4 separate regions of the Mus musculus genome follow, and regions 1, 2 and 3 are each linked to region 4. Evidence: chromatin contacts called from public HiChIP or PLAC-seq and promoter capture Hi-C data. All regions are on one chromosome and are shown on one strand. The core of a region is the stretch at or near the end of the contact, and the rest is flanking DNA. Distances in the headings are between cores, read along the strand shown.

What was found. Promoter capture Hi-C pulls out the DNA fragments that hold promoters and counts their contacts. HiChIP or PLAC-seq counts read pairs in DNA pulled down with a chosen protein or histone mark.
Region 1: a promoter capture Hi-C map of fetal liver shows a contact between it and region 4, with 2.6 times the contacts expected there. The contact joins the promoter of Gabpb1 here to the promoter of Mrps5 in region 4. A contact is called at or near these places in 3 of 39 promoter capture datasets (fetal liver, liver and pre-B cells) and 2 of 484 Hi-C or Micro-C datasets (embryonic stem cells and muscle stem cells).
Region 2: a contact with region 4 is called in an HNF4G HiChIP or PLAC-seq map of pancreatic cancer cells. The contact joins the promoter of Sppl2a here to the promoter of Mrps5 in region 4. A contact is called at or near these places in 1 of 39 promoter capture datasets (hippocampal neurons) and 1 of 115 datasets of contacts at active chromatin or transcription factors (pancreatic cancer cells).
Region 3: a contact with region 4 is called in a FOXA1 HiChIP or PLAC-seq map of pancreatic cancer cells. The contact joins the enhancer-like site here to the promoter of Mrps5 in region 4. A contact is called at or near these places in 1 of 39 promoter capture datasets (embryonic stem cells), 7 of 115 datasets of contacts at active chromatin or transcription factors (astrocytes, embryonic forebrain, epiblast stem cells and 4 more) and 1 of 9 other capture datasets (macrophages).

What each region holds. Positions count from the first base shown.
Region 1 is chr2:126,673,247-126,678,532 of GRCm38.p6, forward strand. It overlaps Gabpb1 (GA repeat binding protein, beta 1), which reads right to left and starts at 2,346. Exons shown (of 9, transcript NM_001271468.1): 1 at 2,110-2,346. It overlaps A630026N12Rik (RIKEN cDNA A630026N12 gene), which reads right to left and starts at 2,041. Exons shown (of 1, transcript NR_166192.1): 1 at 1-2,041.
Region 2 is chr2:126,929,882-126,934,787 of GRCm38.p6, forward strand. Sppl2a (signal peptide peptidase like 2A) reads right to left here and starts at 3,354. Exons shown (of 15, transcript NM_023220.2): 1 at 3,066-3,354. The coding sequence starts at 3,131.
Region 3 is chr2:128,563,379-128,568,306 of GRCm38.p6, forward strand. No RefSeq gene overlaps it. Among named protein-coding and RNA genes, the nearest start is that of Gm39928, 16 kb to the left of the region's middle. Within about 2 kb of position 3,198, at least 47 of the 459 cell types and tissues checked have an H3K27ac peak or open chromatin away from gene starts, as enhancers often do. A contact at or near this core is called in pancreatic cancer cells, where this site is marked.
Region 4 is chr2:127,586,026-127,590,723 of GRCm38.p6, forward strand. It overlaps Mrps5 (mitochondrial ribosomal protein S5), which reads left to right and starts at 1,401. Exons shown (of 12, transcript NM_029963.2): 1 at 1,401-1,460; 2 at 4,670-4,698. The coding sequence starts at 1,403. It also overlaps a transcript of Zfp661 not described here.

The sequences.
Region 1 (5,286 bases), core at 1,096-3,595, 910 kb before region 4:
TTTTTAAAATGCCGGGGGAGGGAGGGAGGGGAATAAAAACGAGGTTAAAATTAAGATCCAATTTTGATATGCATAATAGCAAACATAAAAATGCACCTGGCACTTTCTGACAATGACATGAAGAATGGCCAGATGCTTCCTGTTGATGAAACAGCAGAGGTCAACTGACAGAATCAGACGAGGGTTTTAAGAAACCACTGGAAACTCAGCTTCCTTCCAAAGCCATTAGCCCCAAACTCATCTTGAACTATTACAGATTAATCGCCCACACCCAAGAAACCCAGACTGAGTCAGGGAAGAGGCTAAGACTTACACATGCAAACTACATGTGCATTTTGTTTCGGCAAACACCTCACTTCCCACGGAAGTCTGAAGCGCCTAAGATGCACGTGTCCTCGTGAAGAAGGTACTTACAAGCGGGTCTTTACACGCTGATTATATGTGTACATCGTTAAGCATATGAACTGGAACTTTAAAATGTCTTGTCACTTGGACTATTTCCAGATATCAAGGCTACTGGTAAATTATAATCTCTGCAATGCTTAAGCATCTAAATGGCCATCTTTTAAAAAGTTAGAGGCCTCTCCCCCAAACTACAAGAATCATTCTTCTCATTCAGTTTGTCTTTCACAATATCTTGATTGTACTTAACATGCTGAATAGAAGGATGGGATATATCATGTTTTTTAAAAAAAGCATAATATACATACAGTGTTTTCCATTGGCTATGTGGCATATCACAAGACTGTCTGCAAAAATTGACTCAAGAATGTTTTCTGTTAAACTAGGCTTTAAAAAAGACTTTCGAAAGTGCAAAACAATGTGACTCTTGCCTAAGTCATGAGTTGACACGTTACTTTTCATTTTTGACAAAATAAGAAAAGCGAATAAAGGGATAAGAGCCATCAGTTCCCTTAAAACTTAAAAAGTCAGAGTCTGAAGGCCTAAGAGCCAAAAAGCTATCAGTTATATTTAAATTAATCTGGGTGAATCTCTGTGAGGTAGACTATCGTCTGCGTACTAAATTCGGTGCGTTTTCAATTCTGGGAAGGCCACTACTTCCCTAGAAAAAGCACACCACCGTTCTTTTTTACCCCCAGATAAAAATTACATTTCAGAAAGTAACTTGCCTGAATAGACAACAAACCACAGTGTCTGCAGAAAGAACTCTTAAAAATTACTCCCACGTTATGAAGCTCTCTTTCAGAAGTACTGTGGTCTCGCTCCCTGCTTTAAAGCAAATGTGTCTGCTAGACACAGTGGAAATGGGCTTAAAGCAAAAGCTTCAAGGGAAAAAAAGCCAGCAGGTAGGCCCGCTTTCCTTCGCTCTCATTTTGGAGATGCACACTTCAAGGCTAAGCCCGCGGCTTCAACGCCGTGGGAGAGGTTCACAACAGCACACTCAACACCGATCTGTGCCCAGGCAAGACATGACCGACGAAACTCGCGGCTTCTTTCCGCACCCGCGCTCGCGTGGGTTCCGGTGGCGAAGTCTCCGGGGCAAAAGTCTCGGCCACTGAGAATGGCAGGCTCCGTCCCTTCCGGACTGGCCCGTCTACCCTGCCCCGACCCGGCTGTTCGGGCCGAAACCCGAGCGCCCCGGGCTCCGCGGGGCCCAGCGGGGCAGCGCGGCCCGGCCTTCCCTCCCGCTTGTCGTCGGCCCGGCCAGGCCAGGCCCTCAGGCCGCCGAGACAAAGGAGCGGGCGGGGACAGCGCCGCCTCTCCCGCCGCCTGCCCCGCCGGCCCGGACCCCCACGGCCATGGCGACCCCACCGCAGACCCGACCCGTGGGGCCCGCAGGAGGCCGCGGCGCCTGACCGAGGAGGGGGCGGCGGCCGCCACCATGTCTGCCGCCCCTCCCAGAAGCCAAGCGCCGGGCGGACAAAGCGCGGCGGCGGCGGCGGCGGCAGCACGGACACCCAGGCCGACCCCGCCGACCCCCGCCAAACAAGCGGGGCCAGGAGCCCCGGAAACCCGGCGCCTTAATGCAATAAACAGGAAATCGCGGGGATGATCTGGGTTCCGGGGGAAGTGGAATTATTTTTTACCAGCGAAGAGATCAACTTCCACATCCGGTGGTAACAGGGCCCTACACAGACCCGCACTGACCTGGAAAAGCTTCGGGAGCGGCGGCGGGGGAGCAGCGGGAGGAGGTGCGGGGACCGCGGCGCCTCGGAGCCGTCAGGGCAGACGCGGCCCCGCCACACACAGAGCGCTTCGCTGCACAGGGCGCTATTTTCCGAAAATGCCGCGTCTGCTCGGCGCCCAAAATCCCCACCGAAAAGTCCCCGTCGGCGCGGAGGGACACGGCGGCCGAGCTCCCAGCATGCCTGCGGCGGCCTCGCCAACCCGCGCCCGTTTCCGCCCCACTGGCCCCGGGAGCGAGCCTGCCGCCGCCCTCCCCCAGCCCCGTTCCGGCGGGAGAAAGGGATGAGAGGGTCTGCTTCTGACTTTAAACGGGGAGAAAGGAAATAAGCCATTTCTAGCGTTCGGCCACACAAAGGCTGCGGCGGAATGATCCGCGGGGCGACCGCAAGTCCCGGCTCGCCCGGCGCCTGCGCGGCAGCGGGGTGAGCGCTGCGGTGGCCCTGTGCGCGGCTGGGTGTTCCGCGCCGCGTCGCGGGGCGGGATGTGTGGGAGTTAGGGGTGCGTGTGCTAAGTTCTCCCCCGGCGTGACACGGAAAGTGCCGGCATTTCGGGACGCTTGGAGCTTGGACTTGACTATGGGGTGTTCTAGCAGATTCCCGGCAGGCGGAAGGGCAGCCGGGTACCTAAGATTTAACTTACCGTGGTCCTGGAAGGTACCCGGAATCGCTGGTTGTGGGGCCTGTGCGGGAACAAAGGATGCCTGTCCTCTTCACCTGGTGTAAACTGGTCGTGTGTGACGTGGATGTTTCTGTGGCTTTTTTTTTTTTTAATGTTGTAATAGTGACGCTTTTCTCCTGTCTGTATTGTCAGGATTTTTGTTGATTTGTTTTCGAGGCAAGGTTTCTCTGTAACAGCCCTGCCTGACCTGGAACTGGCTTTGTAGACCAGGGTGGCCTCAAACTCAAAAGAATCCGCCTGCCTCTGCCTCTCAATTGTTGGGATTAAAGGCGCGTACCACCATGCCTAGTGACGTATTTTACTTTCAATGAACCAAGAGTTGATTGGGAGATGATGATTTGTGAAGGAAAAGCCTTATAAATTTACTTCACATGCGATTTTCAAAGTTCCACTTTGATATATTTCACCGAAAAGTCCACTACCCGTGGAACTTTTGGCGTCAGGTATCTAGGAATGAGAATATCGGAGACAACCGAGAATAACCTAGGAGCAAAATGGCTTAAATGAGATCCAAATTGTTTACAGACTTCATTTGTGTTTGTGTGTGTCTGTCCTCAGATAAGGACACTTGCCCTTATTTTTTGGTTTTTCGAGACCGGGTTTCTCTGTATAGCCCCTGGCTGTCCTGGAACTCACTTTGTAGACCAGGCTGGCCTCGAACTCAGAAATCTGCCTGCCTCTGCCTCCCGAGTGCTGGGATTAAAGGCCACCACGCCCGGCTGCCTTTCTTATTTATATAGTGAAAGTTTGTAGCCAGTGTAAGACATAGCAAAGTAAACAGAATGGGGAGAGCATAGTTCATGTTTTTTCTTTTTATTTAATATTTTATTTCAGGGGTTTTTGGTTAGGTTTGGTTGGTTGGTTGGTTTTGAGATAGGGTCTCGCTTTGTGAAGCTCTGACTGCTCTGGAATTCACTCTGTAGACCAGGCTGGGCTCAAACTTAAAGAGGTCTACCTGCCTCTGCCTCCCAGGTGCTGGGATTAGAGGGGTGTACCAATACTGCCAGCTCTTATGAATTTTTTTAAATTGTTATTCCTTTCCATAATATTTTGAGTAAATAGTTAATTGCCTTAATTGTGCTATAGCATCTAGACGAGTATACATCATCAGTGGTTATGCCAGAAAAGCTGAATGTGGTGTGATTGCAGGAATATTCCCCTGCCACAAACAGACACACACAGTAACCTTACAGAGGAATCAAATAGCTATATAAAAGTTATATAGAAATCAGAAATTGGTGAAGGCCATCCAGTCGAAGGGAACAGTAATGCAGAACTAGAGAGATGATTTCGATCATTCCCAGAAATGGACCTGTAGAGGTTGAGTGACCTCCTTGAATGTCTCCTTAATGAGTTGGTGTTTTTGACTGGTAGCTATTCAGTAAAAACGCCCCAGGCATGGAGAAGCAGTAGTTTGGAAAACTGACTACACAGGTTGAGGTAGTCACAAGTAGGAATCAAGGAAATCACAACTGCTTGTTAGGAATTTGGAGAATGCTTGACTGGATGTGAGAATGCCTGAAGGAGATGTCAAGGAAGGTGACTCAAGTTTGTCAGAGTACTTGAGGGTTGGCAGTGTGTTCACTGAAAAAAGCAAAGGGAGAGGACTGCTAGGGAAGATGAAGCTTCTGTGTGACCATGGAAAGCCTATGGGCCTGTCTAATCAGCTCTGTTCATTCCTTCAGCAGTGCTGGAGTGCCCATTCTTTTTCTCTCTTTTGAGACAGGGTTTCTCTGTGTAGCCCTGACTGTTGTCCTGGAACTCACTTTGTAGACCAGGCTGGCCTCGAACTCAGAAATCTGCCTGCCTCTGCCTCCCAAGTACTGGGATTAAAGGCGTGCGCCACCACTGCTCGGTGTGGAGTGCCCATTCTTATAGTCCTGTTCTGTGAGCTAGAGAAGATAAAAGTAGCAGCTAAGAACATGGCTTCAGCTACTGTTGCTGGTAAAAGGAAGAACAACTAGAGTTTTAAAATGGATGAAGGATAATATCCTATAATAATTTCACAAAATGAAAGGGTAACTGGATAAAGTAGTTCTCCAAGTGGGAAAAAAAAAAAAAAAAACAGACAAAATACTGGCACTTGGTTCCAAGTAGTCTCCCCTGAGGTGGTGTCTGAGCTAAGCGGTCACTGGAAAGAAGTGGGGCAGTTTGTGAAGTTTAAGGGTACCTCCAGAAGGCCAGTAGGCTGATGTCTAGGGGAGCAAAGGGAAGGTGGGAAGGATTAAAAGTCTGCAGCTTCGGGAAGATGAAGTCACCGTTGAAAGTTTCAAGAATGGAGTCACACAGACAACAGTAGAGATGGAGAAAGCAGATGGTTCCATGAAAGTTATTAGGCATAATCTGTCTTGTTCATTAAGTGTGGAGTGAGGGAAAAGGAAACAGTAGTGCTGTCTAAGCTTTGAGGGTGATTGCCTGAGCTACTAACGTCAGGTAAAAGTATAAGCTGCACAGAATTTT
Region 2 (4,906 bases), core at 2,104-4,603, 650 kb before region 4:
TATTTAAAAAAATCTGTTGTGCTATTTGGTGGATATTTTTCTTTGTTTTCAGATATGAGCTCAAATGTACGACTTTTTTTCTTTTTCTTTTTCCTATTTTAAGCATACTGTTGTTTCTAAGAACAGTAGGTTTGCTTCCAACATCTCGCCTGCCAGTATATCTACAAAATGACCCATAAGCAACCTACAGGAGTCCAAGTTGTCAACCACCATTCTGACCATGCCTTCATCCCTCCTTTCTTGAGAAAGCAGCGGAGTCACGTGACACTTGGCTTTACGTTGTGCTGAGATTGTCCTTCCCTGAACTAGTAAATGTTTAAATTAGTATCACCTGGAATTGTTGTATTATACCATCAATAGCTGTTTAAAAGGAACCAAATATTTCCAGTTTAAAAAATAAAAAATAAAAAGAACACAAGATCCAGGGAAATGGGTCAGCAGTGAAAACACAAGCAGCCACAACTAACAGTATGCTGAGAAATATGGTACTGCAGAGGTAGGTTGTTGCTTATGACAGATTATAGCTGATGATATGGTTCATAAGCCTTTGACATTAGTGTGTAGGAGAAGTTTGGAGGTTTGGAGGAGCAGTCTAGAGAAAGCCTACCATGCTATAAAAAGAGCTTATCAAGGCCATTCTGGGGAGAGAACAGAATAGCGGGATGCTGCCCTCAATGCAGATAGTAAAAAAGCAGGCTCATGAATTTGCAGACGGAATGATGACTCTATCTGGAATTAGGCTAAATGCACCATGCTGTACCATTCTGGTAAAGAACTTGTCTTCATTTTGTCCAAACTCTGACCCTGTGGGAAGCTGAGTTTAAAGGACTGAAAGAGGCAATGTCCGGGTAGCACATTGTTCAGATTATCTCACACAGGTATTAATAGATATTTGTAGTTAAGATTTATGCTAAGAATCAAAAGCAAAGCCACTACAAAAATATTTGGAAATCTTATAGTTTGTTCAGAAAAGGGACATGTTTAAAGTCGCAACCAAGGGAACCTATTACCAACTTTCCAAACCTTAAAAACAAAACAAACAAACAACAACAAGACTCTTATTCCTCAGCTGGCTAGGGATTTAGCTCAGTCGAGCACTCGCCTACCATTTATGAAGCCATTTGAGCACGGTGGTTCATGCCTACAATCCCCACGCTACAGTCAGACAGTCAGACTCACTGTTATTCTTGGGGAGCTCAAGGGCAGCCAGTTTCAGACCCTGTTTGGGGGAGGCCAAGTACTTCAGGGACCATACCTAAAACAAGCTTGCTAAATAGGTCAGTGGTGGCACAAGCCTTTAAGCTCGGCTCTTAGAGGAGGCAGAGGCAGGGGGATCTCTGTGTGTTTGAAGTCAGCCTGGTCTACAGAGTGAGTTCCAGGACAGCCAGGGCTACAGAGAAAAAAAAAGTCTGAAGAAAGAATTAAGACAACAACAAAAATAGCATGCTACATAGGTAGCCGTCATTACCCTTGTATCCATGACATCCATCATTACCCAGGTATCTTCTGAGCTCTTTAATAGCAACCACAGTGTGGACTTAACACTTTGTATGTTCTGTTTGGTTTGGTTTGTTTTCTTGAGACAAGATTTCTCTCTGTAGGCTGTCCTGGAACTCTCTGTAGACCAAACCGGCTCCAAACTCAAGAGATCCACAGACCTCAGCTTCCTGAGTGCCCAAAAAATGTGGGTTTATCAAGAGTAGATGTATTACTGTGCTAAATATTGATTTACCTTGAGAAAAATTAGTGGAGCTATGGTATAAGTACGTAAACATTATTTCGTATTAATCATCTTAAGTTCCCTGAAATGAGTTAAGCTTGACAGCTAAGCTAGAGGGCCGAGACATTTACATATCCTGTGAGTTTTCTTTGGACCTAAATGACACTTGTCTGGTTATTCAGTTCCTGCTTTAAAGATACAAAGTAAAGCTACTGTGCTGTCATTCTCTCCTCAAAATACTTTTTGAATGGGTTCTCTCCGAATGCTGTCCAGCAAAGTTCCTAGAACGCCAAAGGCTACCTTAAAAAAAAAAAAAAAAAAAAAACTGTTTGGGGCTTAAACCTTCTCCATGACCTTTTCAAGCCCAGAGTGACAAAGCAGTCTTTCAGAGAAGTGATGGTTTTTAAGTAATAACTACATACACAGTTTACACAACAGTGTGCAAACAATACCGATACAAATTTCCCAACATCAAATGTCAGAAAAGAAAGTGAACAGAAACAAAATCTAAAACACTGAGAGTTAGCTTCTTGGTCACACATTGGAGCTCAAATTACTTTGATCCCGAATTTTAAAACATTATTTCAGCAAATATGGGTATGTGAGCGCATATTTGTTATTTTTTTCTCAACCAGACTTTGACCCTTTTAGACGTCAAACTATTCAAACCTCTCATTTCCCCTTTAAAGGTATTTTAAAGTATACCTATATGAAAACAAAAGCATAATACAAATCCCATAGTATAATCACATGTACCTTACATAGAAGGCACTATCTGGGAGTGAAAGGAAAGTATATAGATATTCATATGGCTATAGAGAGAAATGTATGTGAGCGCAGTCAACAAAAGAGCAGGCCAGAACGCTAACACCTGGAACCCTGTTCACACCGGCCCCTCCATCCGCCTTTTTCTAGGCAAAAGGCAGCAGTAAGATTGGGCTACACAGAGAAGCACAGAAGTGAATTCTTTGAATTAAGAAGAAAAGATGCCAGCACAGTGAAAAATTATAGAGAGGGCTCCAGGACCAAGGAGGAGGAAGCTCCCCACCCACTCCTACCCCCGCCCGCGGGTTTCTCCCAGGGGTTGGGCATTTCGCTGGATTTCGGGGGCTGGGGGCGGGTGAGGAATGCTGGGACTCAAGGACGAAGGCAGTTAACCGGGCCCGGGCAGTGGGAGAATGGGAAGCCAGGGTAGAAGGAGAGGAAGGGGGAGGTAGGGAAGGAGGAGGGATGAGGGAAATCCGGAGGAGGTTAGAGGGAAAGGAAGGGATGGAGGGGGAGGGGGAGGAAGCGGGAGGAAGGGGAGGGAAAAGCGGAGGGGAGGGGAGGGGAGTGCGGCTCTCACCAGTCCGAGCAGGCAGCTCCAGAGCAGGGCAGCCGCGGGAGCGTGCAGCGAGTGCAGCAGCCCCATCCCACGGGCGGGCAGCTAGGCTCAGGCTGCGCTGGCGGCACCCGGACCTCTAGGGTGCAGCCCCGACTTCCTCTTCCGGTCCCTCCCGCGAAACGCTAGGCCGGGACTCTGTGGGTACTGTCAGCTCCTGGCAGAGCCGTTTTAGCTGCGTAAATCCTGGGTTCTCGTTCGGTTCCCCCTAACTGCGGCCGCCGCCCATTCCAAGCCACTGGAGCTTCGGGTTTCAGTTTCCTTTCTGGCCTCTGCCACGTAGCCTCGGGGCGATCTTCGTAAATACGGAACCCAGACGAGGCTCCTCTCCACACTTGGCAGCACAAATCAAAACTCTTCCTCTGCTGCTAAGTTTACGTCACCTCACCCTGTTTTCTCTGTCCTTGGTTTCTCTACTTTCCCACCCGTTAAGATCCACAGACCCTCCAGGCGGGCAGTCTCTGGGGAATACACTCTTGGTGTTCCCTTATCACTTACTTAACACTTCCTCCCTAAAGAGGGTTTCCTAGTACACTTCATCTTAAGTACCCCTTAATTCACTTTCATGCTATGATTTATTTGTAACCTTCATAGCTTTTTTTTTCTTTTTGTTATTTATTTATTTATTTATTTATTGCTGTTGTTGTTCTTGCTTTCTTTGGAAACATCCTCGACTAGTACTGAACTCACTTTGAAGATGATGGCCTAGAACTCAGAGATCTTCCTGTATCATAGGCATAAGTCACCATGCCTGAGGTTTTGGGGGTCCCTCCCCCCATTTTCTTATACTCATCTATGTATCTCCCATGCTGCTATCCAGTTAATGGAAGGATCCCTCTTTGCTCTGTTGACTGCTGTGTCCTTACACACAGAATATCCAGTGTATACTAGGTTGTCAAATATTTGTTGGATGACTATTTAATACCAAACACTGAATAGGACAGTGTTCCTGTTATCCTAAAGGAGGGACACAGCAAGGACTACAGATGTGTGAGCAAACACTGTTACAAAGCAACCTTTCACAAGGAACTCCACAAGGATCCAAGGGAGGTAAAAATAGGGCACCAGGAAGAGAAAAAAAAAAAAAAAAAAAAAAAAAAAACACCAGCCCTAGCTGAGTATAACTGACTATTACCTTCTGTGCAAGTTAATTTCAGCTAGGCAAAGAGGAAGGAAGCATTAGTCTGAAAGCCAAGGGAGGCAACTACAGAACTACAGAACTACAGAACTGGACCTTGGCTGAAGTTAGGAGAGGGGGAGAGTGAGAAGAGGCAGAGGGTGAAATAGTTGCACAGCTTGGAACTTGAGACTTCCTCATTGGCATCTTCCTGGGGGAATTCCTGAAGGAAGCTCTCCCACAGTTCTGCGTGGGTTTTTTCTGTAGTTGTCTGTCCCCTGGCTTCCCCCTCTGGTCCAGTTTCAATCTATTTGTAACCCTACCAGCTGTAAGAACCCCCTAGACAGAAACTGCCTGTCAAGCATTGTTGCATTTACTCTCAGCCACTTTTAGAATCCTTCTAGGACACTGATGTTTAAGCTAATCTCCCCTTTCCACTGGGATCCTAGATACTTGCTCATCTGATGAGAGCAATATATCTGGATTTTAAAAACATTTCCAGATTTAATATACAGCCAAGCTTAAAAACCTTTCATTATTTAGTGTTTCAGAGTGCTGGCCTGGACCACGGCTCCTGACTGCAGTTTCAGCATCACCATCCAAACCTATTGAATCCGAGAATCAGAGAATGAGCATTCCAGAGACCTCATACTGCTACCTCAGTTTAGCTCAAATAAATCTTACTCCT
Region 3 (4,928 bases), core at 1,948-4,447, 980 kb after region 4:
TGTACGTGTGTGTGTGTGTGTGTGTGTGTGTGTGTGTGTGTGTGTGTGTGTGTGTAACAATCATAAAGAGGCCATGAACTTGAATGGGAAAAGAGAATGGGAGAGGCTGGGGGAAGAAAAGGAGGGGGAGGAATGATGTAATTATCTTTTATTTTTAAAATATTATTCAAAAACTGAAGGTCCTTAGGAGAGAAAGTTTTCCCAATTTTTGACCTGAGGAACTAAAGACAAAGCAAGTTCTGGGACGCTGGGTCACCTCCCTTCCTCCAGACACGTGCTTTCAAAGTACAAAATTGATCCAAGTCACTGGAGCACCGTGTGAAGCACCTGTGGACTTCTCCATCCAGAAAAAAAAAAAAAGGTACGACCCAGTCATTCACTCTAGGGTGGTGTGGGAAAGGCAGTCAGTTCTCTCTCTCCAGTGTCCAACATCTGGATGATGCTTATCATGGAATCTTTCTCTCCTTTTCCTCCAGTTCTCTAGGAGGTCAGCTGAGGGAGACAAGCCTCCCAGCTCAGCCCTACGAGAAAGGCTAAGTTTCTCAGAGATAAGAAATTATCTTCGACCTCCATGTAGGTTGTGTGTAGAGGAGTGGGAACACTCAGACAAGAACAGACAAGAACCCAGAAGAGGCTGGGGAAGTCGCTGGTACCAAATACAGTAAATATTTTTAGCCACACTAAACAACTAACCAGGGTGCATTTGTGTGTGTGTGTGTGTGTGTGTGTGTGTGTGTGTGAATTCATACATATATATAATGCATGCGTACATATGTGAATACACACAGGCGCCATTGAGGAGCTTTAATCTGTAAATTAGGCACAATAAGAGATTGGCAATTTGGAATACTCTCAAGCTGTTAACAGTATTACGAACTTAAAAGTTATTTAAAACTTAGGCTGGAGGGATGGCTCAGCAGTTACGAGCACTGGCTTGGACCTAGGTTTGGTTTCTAGCATCCACATGGTGGTTAACAACTGCCTGTTAACTCCAGTTCCAGGTGATTCACCGCCACCTTCTGGCTTCTGCTGGCACTGCACACAAACAGACAAGCAGGCAAACACATATACACATAAATAAAATTAAAATTTGTAACTGTTTAAAGATATCAGAGACTTAAGAACTGCTACTATCTGGGATTTTTCCTTCTACATTTTCAGATCAGCATTGCCCTGGGGTGGTAGGGACAGGTCACTTTGCAAAGCCTGGGCTGGGCAGAACTGAAATGGCTTGAGGGGCAATCAGAGAAGAAAGGGTGAACAGAGAAGCAGGTGGGGAGTGAACCTCAGCAGAGCACATATGGACAGAGAGTGGGTCAGAACTTACTTGTTCCTGGGTCCATTTGTAAGGTCTCTCAATAATTTATGAAGAGAATGCATGAGGCGAATGAACAGGGCAAGAGTAGCTAGCCAAAGCTGCAGTGACAAGATGACTGTCACCCCACCCCCATGCCCGCCACTGGGACAATCTTCCATGAGAGATGCAACTTAAAAATCAAGGCATGCACATTGTGTCTTTGGCCTATAGTCTATATCATCTAACAATCTTCTAAAAAGTTGGGGGGATTTTTTAACCTCTTCTGTCAAAGCATCATTTTTAGAACATGAAAGATTTGGCTCTCTGACTCCTGTACCTGTGCTAAGCACAGTTAACAAATGAAAGAATGCCAGGAGGATTCTGGGAGTGTTTGCAGTTCATCTGGGAGAAGGACTAGTTAAGTTTGCTACGATGCATACAAAACCTAGTTCATGTTCCATGCCAGAGTAAACCCATGAGGGTTGGGGAATCTTTTCAACCAGAAAGAAATTATTTCCCTTGCCCTATCAATCGTAGCAGAGAATTGGGCTCCCTGGGCCCTCCCCTTTATGTGAACTATTGGCTACTGATAGACTGTGGAAGAGGAGGAATCGTTGTCTTTAGTTATGTATCCTTTGCTCAGCCCACCAGGCTCCAAAATATAGCTCCAAAGTCAAGGTCACACAGAAGGCCTTGGTTGTTCTGAGCGAGTCACAAAACAAAAGGAATCCACAAGACGTGAGAAAGAGATTTGATGTTGGGGGAAATAGACAGATGTGGTGGAGGGTAGCGGGGAGAGTGCCAGTATGCACTGCAAACTTGCAAGAAATTGTCAAAAACAAATTTAACGGATTCAAAGTAGTAAAGTAGTAGTAAACGCTGTGCACTTTTTAACTTGACAAAAATTGTGCCCAACTTCAGGCAGATCCGCGTCGTAATTACCAGCACACAGCATATGCAACGATGATTCTGTACTTGGAGGTTTAAAGAGTTCCTGCGTGGAGCCCCTGGGCAATGCTCGACGCATGGCTCCAACAGCTTCCTGCAATTGTACATTTCCCTTATTGCCAGCTTGCAGGGCCTCTTTCTGAGCGTGCCCTAGGCTCCTTGCTAACAACTTGGGTAGCTTCTAGCAAGTTATAACTTCATGTCCAAAAAAAGCTAGTAACCAAAGCACAGATTAGCAAACAACTCAACTCCACGCCTCTATAAAGATGAGCTACATAACAAAACCAGAGCTGAAACTCCTGGGAGGAGCTGCGTCTAGAGCAAGAATTCTTAAGGCTGGGGGCGGAGTTTAGTAACAAAGTGCCTTTGGCACCGGCTCAAGCATCACTGTATATATGTCCTGCAGACAGCTTGACCTTGGCTGGCAGGAACAGCAGGAAAAGTGAAACGGAGCTTATGAGCTGGTATTACCCTGGGCTATCTTAGGCCAATTAACTTTGGATCTGACCTAACATGCTCATGACTAACAGGTGACTCCTCAGAATGTATCACTGAGCTTAGCAGGACTCTGCCCTCCCCCAGCCCGAAGGCTAAGAACGCTCTAAGACTATGTCGGAGACTTTTAGAAGAGATTCTTGCCCAACCCCCTGCTCCGCTGTAGCTCATCTACCTAACAGTCTCACCATTGTAAACTGGTCAGTCTTTTGGCTCAGAATAAACTATTTTTTTTATTTCCTGAAAAGGAGGACAGTTCTTTCAAATTGACAAAGCATAATATTAAACTGCTAAATTAAACAATACTCACTTAGTAACTGAGAACAAAGTCTAACCAACACGCAGGCACAGCCTGGCACTTGCGTATGTTTTACCAGTCAGCCTCACCTGGGCCTTCGCACTTAGCTTAAAGAGAAAGTTTAACTTTGTCAAGGCCAGCCAGTCTGTAACCTCATGCTTAGCCACCTGGGTCATGGCTGCAGAGTGAACTGAGGAGTAGGTGACAGCCTGGGGACCTAGGACAAGGGCTTAGCTGAGCTAGACCAGGCCTGGGGGTGGGGGTGGGGCTTCTGAAAGCACGTGGTTACAGCGAGTCTTAAATCTGGAGTCTGGCCTTTACAGAGCCATCCAAGGCATAGCCAAGAAAGCGACCCTGGTTTCCCTCCTGTTTGGTCCACCATCCAGGACACAGTGGCTTTCTAGTTGACAGTGTTGACACTGCTGAAGAGAGTTGTGGGGGTAAAAAGGAGGGCCACCCATCTGGGTGCTCTGGGTGGCCAAGGTTCCCAGATAGCCTTATGTCTGCAGGAAGCTCCAGGCAAGTCTGCCAGCAGGGTGGCCAGCAGGGGGCCTGTGGGTATCCAACGGTCCCTGCTGTTTCTCACAAGAGGACAACATGGCTCTATGCTCTTCTGTTAAAAAACCCTCCTGCTCCATGTGGCAGGAGTCATTTGAAGGGAAGGTGAGGCTCACCCAAGGCCCTGTCTCACGGCACCCGTGAGCATTGAGAAGCGATCCTTAGAAGAAAGAGTCCTCCTCTAACTGTAAATCACGTCAAAGTGGCATATACTGTTCATTGTGTTTCAAAACTGAAATACAAAGCCTCTCCCACAATTATAGCCGTTTTATAACTAAATCCCACTGTTTCCCAGAGCCCTCCAGACCTACTTACTTTAAATCAGAAAAATAATGCTGTTTCCCGACATGTCCTTTATTGGGCAACCTGGGTTTGTACTGCATGCTGTTTCACACTCTGGAATTAACTCCGGGACTGCGGGATGTGGGACAAACTAGGTCATACTGTACACTGCCGTCTCTGAAAGTGTTGTCCGAAACTGAAGTTTAACAGAGGCTGAGCTTCATTGTCAGTTATCCAGGACCTTGTTCCCAGTTGGTTGCTAAGAGCAATGGAAGGTAACGAGGAGCTGACCCCAAGGGAGGAGCTGAAGAGATGACTCAGTTGCTAGCACACACACACACACACACACACACACACACACACACACACACACGACCCCAAGGGAGACCCAGCACCTGCTGTGCATGTATGGGGGCGGGGGCTGAGTTTGTTTCCCTTGTGTATATGTAAAAGCCAGGTGCAGACACATCTGCAATGCCATATCTGGAATAGCGGACAGACAGATGGAACTCTAAAGCTAATTAGTTGGCCACTCTCAGCCAAACTGATGTGTTCCAGGGTCAATGGGAGACCCTGCCTCAAAAAGAAATGTGGAGAGAGATATGTGATACCTCATAGCTGGCCTTGCACACGGGCACACACACACACACACACACACACACACACACACACACACACACACGACCCCAAGGGAGACCCAGCACCTGACGTTTGGGGTTCTGTGCTGCCGGCTGAATGGGTGTCAGGGATTCTCAGCGTGTTCTCCAAGACAGAATGCTCAGATTTTTTTAAAGGTGAGGTGTGAGCTAGAAGCTTACAATAGGCCGTTTTTCTTGTGTCTAGTCATTTCTCTGAATGAAAAACATGAAAACACTCGACATCCAGGCTTAGACAGAGTAAACCTCACCTGAACTTTACCCTTGACCTTGCCCGGGGATGAGTAAACCACCTCCTTTGATCCCACAAATCACATGACCCAGGGCTGCAGTGGGGGCCAGGAGTCTACTCCTGCCATGAGGTTTGTAAGCTTAAAGTGATTTCCCGGGGAGG
Region 4 (4,698 bases), core at 151-2,650:
ACCACAGGTTTTGTCTCTCGTGCATGGCATCCAGAAACTCTCCAGTGTTGCTATGTCGGCTACAGGGGGCACTAAATGGGTGGCTTGTCAGTAGAGGGAATAAATCATATCACTAGGCTGCCAAGGTCTCAGCACTGCTGTCTAATTTTTGTTGATCCCTTTCGCCTCTGTCAGTCTCATGGATCTCTTGTAAGCCTCGGTCTGCCCCTAAGGCAGTGAAAAGGGCAGCTGTGAAAGGGTTCTTCTGCAATTCTGAAGGATGGCTGCATACAGAAATCCTCAACTATGTTCCCAGAGAGCTTGTAAAAGAGCCCTGTGATACTTTGGTTGGACAAGGTCAGGAGAAACATACAATCACCTCTTCTCAGGAAAATGATTCTTCCAGTCTGCTCCTGAGTTTCTTGGGGGCTGCATGGTATGTGCTCAGACATGGTCACGAACCTGTGACAGATTTGGAGGACATAGTTTACCAAGTCTTGCCACGTCTTCAGCTGCCTATAGGTCTTCATGGATATCCTTACTGAATGAACTAAAGCCTCCCCAGCCTGTGCTGCAAAGACTTACAAAGTAGCCAAGGCACTCTCACAAGCAATTCTGAACTTGCTCAGAGACTGCAGGTGTTTCGAATCATGACCAAGACATTAGGTAGCAAATGTGGCTTGCCCAACAACCACTGCCCTCAGGAAAGGTAGAAGCCTTAAATGATAATCCCAAGAAGCTAATGAAGAAAGCCCCTGTGTTACTTTCTATTGCCGTGACAAAACACCATGACCAGGGCAACACAGAAACAGTTTATTGCAGGCTTAAAGTTTCAGGGGAGGAGTCCAGAACCATCATATGTGACTCATTTGGGCAAGCATGGATAGTGTAAAGCCATGAGCAGGTGGGGTAAAACCCGTGGCCTCGGGCTGGAACATGACTGTGTGTGAACAACCTGTACCATGAATACACAACAAAGGCAACATATGTTTAATAAACTTTGGGCCTTTACGGACTTCCCACACTTTGTCTCATTCACCCCCGGGCTCCTTCCCGATGTTCCCAGACTCTTTCCCGGTTCCGCAGAACTGACTTTGCCAGGTCAAGCCTGCTACTGGTGAGATGTGATCCATTAGGCTACTATCAGAGAAAAGAGCCCAGAGCTAGCCCCGCCCTCGCCCCGCCCCTGCCCGGGGTCCTAGCGCGAGGACCCCTGAGCAGCTGTCCGAGGCTGAGCCTGACTCAGTTTCCTCTGTGGTCCACGAGGGCAGTTTTCCGTGTGCGCTGAATGGTGGCCCTCGAGCCTCAGCACACCTCTCTGCGCTGACGACGAACTTGTGACAAGGCGCGGTCGCAGCTCGTTGCTGCAGGCGGTGAGGAAGGCGGTTCCAGAGACAGGCGGAGTCGCTGCTCCGGCTCCAGCATGGCGGCGGCCGTACGCGCTGCAGGCTGTCTCCCTGCATTGTGTAGCTTGCAGGCAGGTGAGCCCTGGGACCCGGACCGAAAGCGCGCGCGAGCAGGGGTCTTTCCCTCGGGTCTGTCGAGTCTAGGCTCCAGGAACGCGAGAAGTCGCCGAGTCCTTGATCTCAGTCTCCCATTCGGGTCCGGCCGGCTGTGTGACCTTGCGCGCCTTCTGTCCCTCTCTGGTCGCGCCGTTTGAGAGTATAAGGAGTGAACTGGGCAGTGTGCTTTCGGCCAGGGAGACCGTTCAGGCCCACTCTGTGAGGAGGAGCGAATGTAGCAAGCATAGTCTGTGGTTCATAGGGTGATGTCAATCCCTGTCTCGAGTCAGAGTGCCGCCAGCAAAAAGTCTAACAGACTCTTACTGAGTCTGTTAGATTAACTAGCTGTCATTTTAGCGTCTGGGCCGATCCGTTTGCCAGAATATACTTTTGCTGTCACCGTCTTCCTGCCGCCCTTTTCAGTTGTGTGCCGATCTCTAGCATGGCGTTGGCTTGTAGGAATAGCTTCGCGCTGGACATTGTGCTCAAGGTCCTGGTCCAGAAAGTTCATTTTGTTGCAATATTTAACCTGAAATCACTTGATAGGGTATGTGACTTGAGCCTTCGTTTGTTTTGCCGGCGTTGAAACCATCTCATTAAGGCCTCTGTCCATAGTAAGTTGTAACATTCACTAGCGCTCGCAGGTGATCTATCTAAAGTGTACACTTCAAAGGTTTTGTTTTAGTGTTTTTGTAGACGGTGCATTTATCATCACAGTCAGTTTGAGAACATTTTCATCACTCCAAAAGAAAAAACAACTGTACCTTTTAACTGTTGCCCCCACCCCTCGCCATCTCTCACTAGCCGTCAACACTGGGAGACTACTGATCTATTTCCCATCTGTCCATAGCTTGTCTGTTCTGGGCATCTGGTTTCTACGATTGGCATCTGCCAATAATGCTGTGTTGTCAGGATTTGTCCCTGCTGTGACATACCAGTCCCATGTTGCTTGTGAGCCAATAATACTCTTGTGTCCATTACACCACATTTTGTTTATCCACTCATTGGCGGATGAACGTTTGAGCCGTTTCCATCTTTTGGCTGTTAGGACTGATGTTAAAACATTTGGATGCTGTGCTTCTGTCTGTGCACATGTCCGTCCTCTTGTGGGTATTTCCTGGGTGGAATTGCTGGTTGAAGTGACACCTCAGTGTTTAACTAAGGAACTAACTACCAAGTAGCTGTACCATTTTACAGCTCCACCGGCACTGTGTAGGGGCTTCAGTTTCTCTTTGCCAGCACTTGTTATTGTCTGTCCTGTTCAGAGAACCAAGCTGTGACGATATACTAATTTTGTGGCTTTGATTTCTAATGGGCTCGTTTCCATGCGCTTAATAGCCATGTGTGTATGTTCTTGAAGCAATATCTGTTCAAATCTTTTGTCTGTGTGCGCCTGTAACTTGATTGTGTGGTTCTTGACCATGAATTTCCTAGATTAGAGGGAAACACTTGATCTAACCGTGTGCATGCTAGGCACATGCTCTACAACTGAGCTGCACGCTCGAGTGTTAGAAGGCTTGGATCCTGTCGGTAGAGCCATGGGTTATGGATGCTTAGGAGCCGGAGCCATGCTGGAGGTAGTGAGTCTGTGGAGGTGGGCTAGGGAGCTTCATCACCTGCCTTCCACGCCTGATCACCTGCTTCCGGGGTGTGGATGTGGTTTTCTGCCGCCATGTCTTCACTGCTTGCTGCCATGACTTCTCTTCCATGGTGGTCTGAATCTCTCTGGGACTGTGAGCCCCAATAAACCCTTTCTCCCTTAAGTTCCTTATGCCTGGATATGTTATCACAGAAACAAGAAGTAAATTTTTGTTTTTTGAGACATATCTCAACAGCTTGCCCAGGCTGCTGTTGCAATCACTCTCTAGCCCGGTGCTGGGTTTGAACTTCCCATCCTCCTGTTCCAGTCTCTCTCATAGCAGGGTCTGTGAGCCTGTACTAACAGGTTACTTCCTGTTCATTGTCACTTGGGTTGACTTTTTATTCTTGATTTGGAAGACTTCGTTGCATTTTCTAGAAATAAGTCTCTTGTCAGATATATAATCTGCAAGAAAAAAAAGTATTTTTGGAGACAGGCTCTCATTGTGTAGTCTTGGCTATCTTGAAACTCACTATGTAGAGCGGGTTGGCTTCGAATTCACAGAGGTCAGCCTGTCTCTGCTTCCAGGCTAGGATAAAAGGCATGTGCACTGTGCATAAACTTTTTTTTTTTAAAGAGTTTTGCATGTTAACTTTTAAGACCCCCTCCCCTGCCAAGGTTCTCACTATGAATGTAGTCTAGCCTCAAACGCACAGTGATTCTTCTGCCTCAGCTTCTCAAATGCTGGGATATACTAGTATACCTGACATTAATAGTGTTCCTTGAAACACAGGTTTTTGTTTTTGAGCATCCAGGGCCTAGTGCACATCAGGCAAGAGCTGTGCCGCCAAGCTGTTTCTAGCATTGAACACATTGGTTTGAAATTTTGATGGTCTCATTCATCTGTTTTCCCCCTCTCCCTTTTGGTAGCATGTGCTTTTGGTGTTGTATCTAAGAAACCACTGCCAAGTCCAAGGTTGTGATTGTTTACGAGTTTTATAGACCTTTGGCCTCTGTCTGGTTTAGTTTTTGATGATCAGAGGCAGACCTGCACTTCCTCCATCTGGATTTTACTGCCCCGCTGTCTCCATACATGAGTTTTCTCAGCTCTGCTGTCAGAGTCGGTGCTAGAACGCCACGCTGAGTGAGGGCTGGTGGGTGCCAGAGGGAGCAGGAGTGGGGATCTGGGGGGCTTCCCCGGAGCTGTTGTTGAAAGAGGCTCCGCCCTTCCCAACACCACGCATGCGCACGCTCTACTCACCTATGCTAGGGAACCTCCAGAGAGCAGCGTGATGATTCCCCCGAAGTCTGCCTTGGTGAATCCATGAGTTTTGTTGGGTTGTTTGCAGGAGTATGGGTAGCATGGAAGGACCAGCAAGGACGGCAGGGGGTGCAGGTGACATCAAGGGACTTTCACGAGGCTTGGAAACTGCATGGGTTTGAGGGTGAAAGGTGGAGATGAGGCGCCATGTCGGCGTGGAGCCTAGAGATGGCTTACATATTGTCTTAATCTTTCTGTTTTGTAGGTTCCAATATCTTACTGGTTAAAATGCTCCGTCTCATGTAGAAAATATCTTTAAACAAATACTCTTTTCCTCCCAATTTTTAGGTCATTTCCTGTCTAGGCAACTCTCTTTA